Linked DNA regions of Oryctolagus cuniculus: region 1 is linked to region 2. A link is a contact called in public Micro-C data. All regions are on one chromosome and are shown on one strand. The core of a region is the stretch at or near the end of the contact, and the rest is flanking DNA. Distances in the headings are between cores, read along the strand shown. Region 1 has its middle 20 kb from the start of TLR5. Region 2 holds the start of FAM177B (family with sequence similarity 177 member B).

Region 1 (2,700 bases), core at 58-2,557, 310 kb before region 2:
TCTCTCTCTCTGTAACTCTGCCTTTCAAATAAATAGATTTATATGTTTATTTGAAAGGCAGAGTTAGAGAGAGAGAGCACTCTTCCATCTGCTGGTTCATTCCTCAAATGGCAACAACAGTGGGAGCTGGGCCAGGCCAAAGCTGGGAGCCAGGAGCTTCTTCCAGGTCTCCCACATGGATGCAGGGCCCCAAGAACTCCTGCCATCCTCCGCTGCCTTCCCAGGGAGCTGCAGAAATGGAGCAGCTGGGACTCGAACCAGCACCCACCTGGAATACCAGCGATGCAGGTGGTGGCTTCACCTGTGACGCTACAACGCCGGCTGACAGGCACTTTAGAAGGGCAATCAGGCCAAAACGAGACCATGCGGGTGAGCCCTCATCCAACACGATGGACGGATGCCCCTAGAAGAAAGGGGAGTGCAGAGACAGGCATGCAGAAGCGAGGCCGTGAGCCGAGAGACGCTGGCAGGAGAGCCCAGCTGCCAGCCAAGGAGAGAGGCCTGGGACACGCCTCCCTTGCAGCCCTCAAGAGAGGCCAGGCCTGCCCACAAGGACTCGACCTGTCTTCCAGCCTCTGGGTCTCTTCCAGCCTCTGTGCAAGCCCCCACTGCAGGTGCTGGCCCACCCCTCCTGCCCACAGCGAGCCTAGCTCCTGCTCCCCAGGAGAGAGGCGCTGCAGGCGCTCCTGGAGGTGGAAGCAAAGGCTGCAAGGCAGGACACGCCGGAGGCCCAGGGCCTGCTCTAGCCAGGCCATGGTCAAGTTCAGGTGTGACATTTACCCACCCCCTTTGCTCCATGGAAACTGTAGTTTGCACGATGAACTCCGGAGCCTTCCAGGGGCCGCCCGGCCTCATTCCTCCCAGGCCCAGGATTCAGCCCCAGGACCTTGGCGGCCAGGTGCTTCCTCAGTGGTCGCTGCCTGGGCTCACGCTTACCAGCTGCGTGCTCCTCTTGCTTCAGTTCTGGGCCCTCTGCCCAGATCACAAGTCCCTCTGTTCTCTGTCACTGGGGGACCCTCTGCACAGGGCCGGCCAGGCGCTGGAGAGCACAGGAGTGGAAGAGCACTGGGCTGGGAGTCAGGGGACGCAGCCTCTCTGAGCCTCAGTCTCTTCACCTGTTAAGTAGGCCAGCAGGCTCCGCCGCCTTCCCGTGTTTAATATTCCACACATCTTAAAGGACTACCGCCTCTAGGTGAAACAGCCACACTGACAAACAGCAGGGCAGGGAGGGTGGGAGCCACGGCTCTCCGTCACCCTGAGATCTTGGGCAAGGCAATCTCAAGGGAAACCTATGCTTTTCTTTGGAGTTGGGGGAGTGTTTCTTGCCAACTGATGGATGCCTAGCAACTTCCAAGGAATTGGGCATCCTCCTTGGGTGGGGGGGAGGTGTCAGCGTAGGAGAGGTGACCCCTAACCAGGGCGAGGACCTGCTGGATCCGCCAAGTCGCAGTGTGCGTGGCTCCGCGGCCGTTCTTCTCGCCGCCCCCAGGTGGCGTTGCAGGCTCACGGCCCCAGGCTCCCAGACGCCCCGAAGCCTGCCTGGGATTTATTCTCTCCCAAAGGAGGCGGCACCGAGAGGCCGCGGGTTCCACTCCAGGCCCGGCCTTCCTCCCGCACCCAGACCTTCGGGAGCCTTCCGGATCCACCGACTCAAAGGCCTCCAGCGTGCCCTGCCACCTGACGCCGGAAGCGACGGGGCTGGGGGCTGGAGGCTGGAATTCGCACGCGGCCGGCCGGCGCCTGGCTGCCTGCGCCCGCCCTTCCCGCCCCGCGCCCGCCTCTGCCGCCTCAGACCCCGCGGCCCCGCGCAGCCGCTCCCGGAACCCCAGGGAGACTCGCGCTCACAGCCACCACAAGTGCACACTCAGAATCCCGCTTCCCAGGGGCAGCCGCCTGGCCTCGCAGTGCCTCAGCGTCCACGCTAGTCCTGTTCTCACCTGCACCACGCGGCACACGGCGCGCTATCACCTCCACCCTCACCTCCCACCACCACACTGACCTCCACACCACACTCCACACCACCACCCTCACCTCCACACCACACTCCACACCACCACCCTCACCTCCACACCACACTCCACACCACCACCCTCACCTCCACACGCACCACCCTCACCTCCACACCACACTCCACACCCACCACCCTCACCTCCACACCACACTCCACTCCACCACCCTCACCTCCACACCACACTCCACACCCAACACCCTCACCTCCACACCACACTCCACACCACCACCCTCACCTCCACACCACACTCCACACCACCACCCTCACCTCCGCACCACACTCCACACCCAACACCCTCACCTCCACACCACACTCCACACCCACCAGCCTCACCTCCACACCACACTCCACACCCAACACCCTCACCTCCACACCACACTCCACACCCACCACACCACACTCCACACCCAACACCCTCACCTCCACACCACACTCCACACCCAACACCCTCACCTCCACACCACACTCCACACCCACCAGCCTCACCTCCACACCACACTCCACACCCAACACCCTCACCTCCACACCACACTACCACACTCCACACCCACCACACCACACTCCACACCCACCAGCCTCACCTCCACACCACACTCCACACCCAACACCCTCACCTCCACACCACACTCCACACAACACACCACTCTCACCTCCACACCATGCTCCACACCACACACCACCCTCACCTC
Region 2 (2,700 bases), core at 153-2,652:
CCTCCTGCGCAGCTCTCCGGGACCATGGCCGACCCTCGCGTGAGGCAGATCAAGATCAAGACCGGCGTGGTGAAGCGACTGGTCAAAGAAAAAGTGATGTATGAAAAAGAAGCAAAACAAGAAGAAAAGATTGAAAAAATGAGAGCTGAAGATGGTGAAAATTATGCCATTAAAAAGCAGGCGGAGATCCTGCAGGAGTCCCGCATGATGATCCCGGACTGCCAGCGCAGGCTGGAAGCCGCCTGCACCGACCTGCAGCAGATCCTGGAAAGTGAAAAAGACTTGGAAGAAGCTGAGGAATATAAGGAAGCCCGGCTAGTCCTGGACTCGGTGAAGCTGGAAGCCTGACACGTGTCTGCGCAGGGTGCTTCTCGCGCCAAAGCCTGGGTCCACTCGGCAGCTCACTGCTGACACTGCTCCGTTCAGTGTGATTGTTCTTACGCAGTTCCATGCATTTTTCTTTGCCTCATTTAGTGCATCAATGAGTTTATCTAATAAGCTTGTTTATTTCAGATTTTATAAATATTTTAATTAACCTGTTATTCAATCGCATAGACATTTTTGACAAAAATAAAATCTGTAGATTCTGAAAAAAAAAAAGAATTTAAAGATAACAAAAAAAAAAAGGAGTTTTAATTTATAGCTTCAAAATCCATAGAAGAAAAGAAACAGTCTGACAGAAGGCAAGAAACAGGAGAGAAAATGAGCAAGGAAAAAGCATAATCAATTAAAAAAACCTGTCAACCACTCCAATAAATCAGTAATCATAATAAATGTAAACAAATTTCCAGTCAGGTATTAAAGTGAAGACTAGCATAACTGAATTTAAATAATGTTTTACAGCCATTTAAAACATGATGGAATATATGCTCACATACATTCTTATTTACATATGCTTATGTATATATGCATACATCGCCAAATCCTGTTAGTATAATGCTGAGGCTATACTGTCGTCAAGGCCAAAACTGCAAAAGGCTCATCAAAGGTTCCATGTGTCATACATAGCCAGGAGAGATGAATGATAAACATTGTTTTCCCCAATCTAGTGCCAGTAAATTACAGAAAAGCTTCAGTAAGAAATAAGAAGAGGTGTTATCTAGTTTCTGATGTCAAAGGCCACAGAAATATCCATTCTAATTTGGTAAGACCAATTATATGCTGAGCATAAGATTGTAAAAGGATATATTATCAGTTCCATAGGAAATAAGCATTCTATAACTATAATCAAAAAATCAAAACATTCTAAAACAGTAACTCACGTAAGTCCTCTGTATTTTTCTTTCATCGCTAAAGTGGTACTTTTGGTGTTGAAAGTAGTACCAAATCTGGTACTAAAAGTTTCTCAATGGATAAATTCATAAAACTAGGCTGAAGCCGTACAGAGCCCTTGACCATGCTGACGTGGAAGTGTTCTCTTGTGTGTCTAAAGGGTGGAACATGTTTGAGTTGTGGGAAGGTCTGCCACATTTACACATTCACCATGAACTAAACCCAGAGGCTCTCAGACTTGTCACTTTATAATCATCTGAGGTTCTTTTGAAAACATGCAGTGCTCCAGACTTAAATCCCAATTCTGGATGGGACATGGGCATCAGTGATTTTTTAAGCTGCCCAGGTTATCCCAATGTGCAGGCAATTTGGGGGCCAGTACCTTAAAAAGAGTAGGAAAGGAAGCAACTTCCAAACAGACACAGAGAGACCTGGGCTTTAGTAGTCGATGCACAAATGACACAGGGTGCAAACAACAGGCTTCTTTCAAGACAACTAAGATAGAAGATTTTCGATTTAGTGAGTTCATGTATCATAGGGCGCTCCAACAGGCTGCTTCCAAGACACTATCGTTTTCCAAGAGGATTCCTCCTTTTTCCTTTCCCAGTCCCCTCCCAACCTGCTTCAAGCTGAAGAGTTTAAATATCAAAAATTTTAGAAAGAGGTCTTTCCTCCTTTCAAAACCATCTGAACTCAGATTTCTGATCCAAATGAAATAAATATAAATGCACACCCCTATCTCACATACACCTGGCTCACCTCTATTATAACATAGGTTGATGATACCTGTCAGTGCTCTGGAAATACTAGACTCTGTTCTTTATAATAATGTGCAGTAAGTAGACATATATATCTTTTAATTCAGAGGGTTCCTTACAGAGGGAGGGAAAGAAAGAGGGAGGGAGACCAACCTAGCTCACAGGACAGCGAATGTTTTTCTAGAGAGAGGGAGAAAGAGCAAGTGAACTAGCTCATAGTGGATTTAGTGAATGTTTTTCTGCCACCTAATGGACATTTTAGAATATGCTACACAAGATTCATCTTTGTGCCTGTGTATAGCGAGAGCTCAAAAGTGAACAGTTTTGATTCACAAAAACCTGGGGAATATATTCCAACTTTATGCCAAATACCTAGACATGGATATTTTGTAAGTGATCATACAGAGGTCCTAACGCTGCCTGTGACATGCTTTTTATTTATTTTTGAAAAGCAGAGTGACAGAGACATAGGCAGACACACACACACATACAAAGAGAGAGAGAGAGAACCTTCAATCTACTGATTCACTCCCAAACAGCAAGGGCTGGGCCAGCCTGAAGCCAGGAACCCAGAACAGCATCCAGATCTCCCACAAGGGTGGCAGAGGCCCTAGTATTTGAACCACTATCTGCTGCTTCCCAGGATGTACATTAGCAGGAAGCCGGATCA

What was found. Hi-C and Micro-C count contacts between places; a contact is called where the count stands out from the background.
Region 1: a contact with region 2 is called in a Micro-C map of ear pinna, with 6 times the contacts expected there. The contact joins the enhancer-like site here to the promoter of FAM177B in region 2. A contact is called at or near these places in 3 of 6 Hi-C or Micro-C datasets (ear pinna, psoas muscle and an unstated tissue).

What each region holds. Positions count from the first base shown.
Region 1 is chr13:37,444,603-37,447,302 of mOryCun1.1, reverse strand. It overlaps a transcript of TLR5 not described here. Among named protein-coding and RNA genes, the nearest start is that of TLR5, 20 kb to the left of the region's middle. Within about 2 kb of position 1,307, at least 2 of the 8 cell types and tissues checked have an H3K27ac peak or open chromatin away from gene starts, as enhancers often do. A contact at or near this core is called in ear pinna, where this site is marked.
Region 2 is chr13:37,132,934-37,135,633 of mOryCun1.1, reverse strand. FAM177B (family with sequence similarity 177 member B) reads right to left here and starts at 1,402. Exons shown (of 5, transcript XM_017347652.3): 1 at 1,263-1,402. It overlaps LOC100350515 (tubulin-specific chaperone A), which reads left to right. Exons shown (of 1, transcript XM_002717491.5): 1 at 1-600. The coding sequence starts at 25. The coding sequence ends at 348.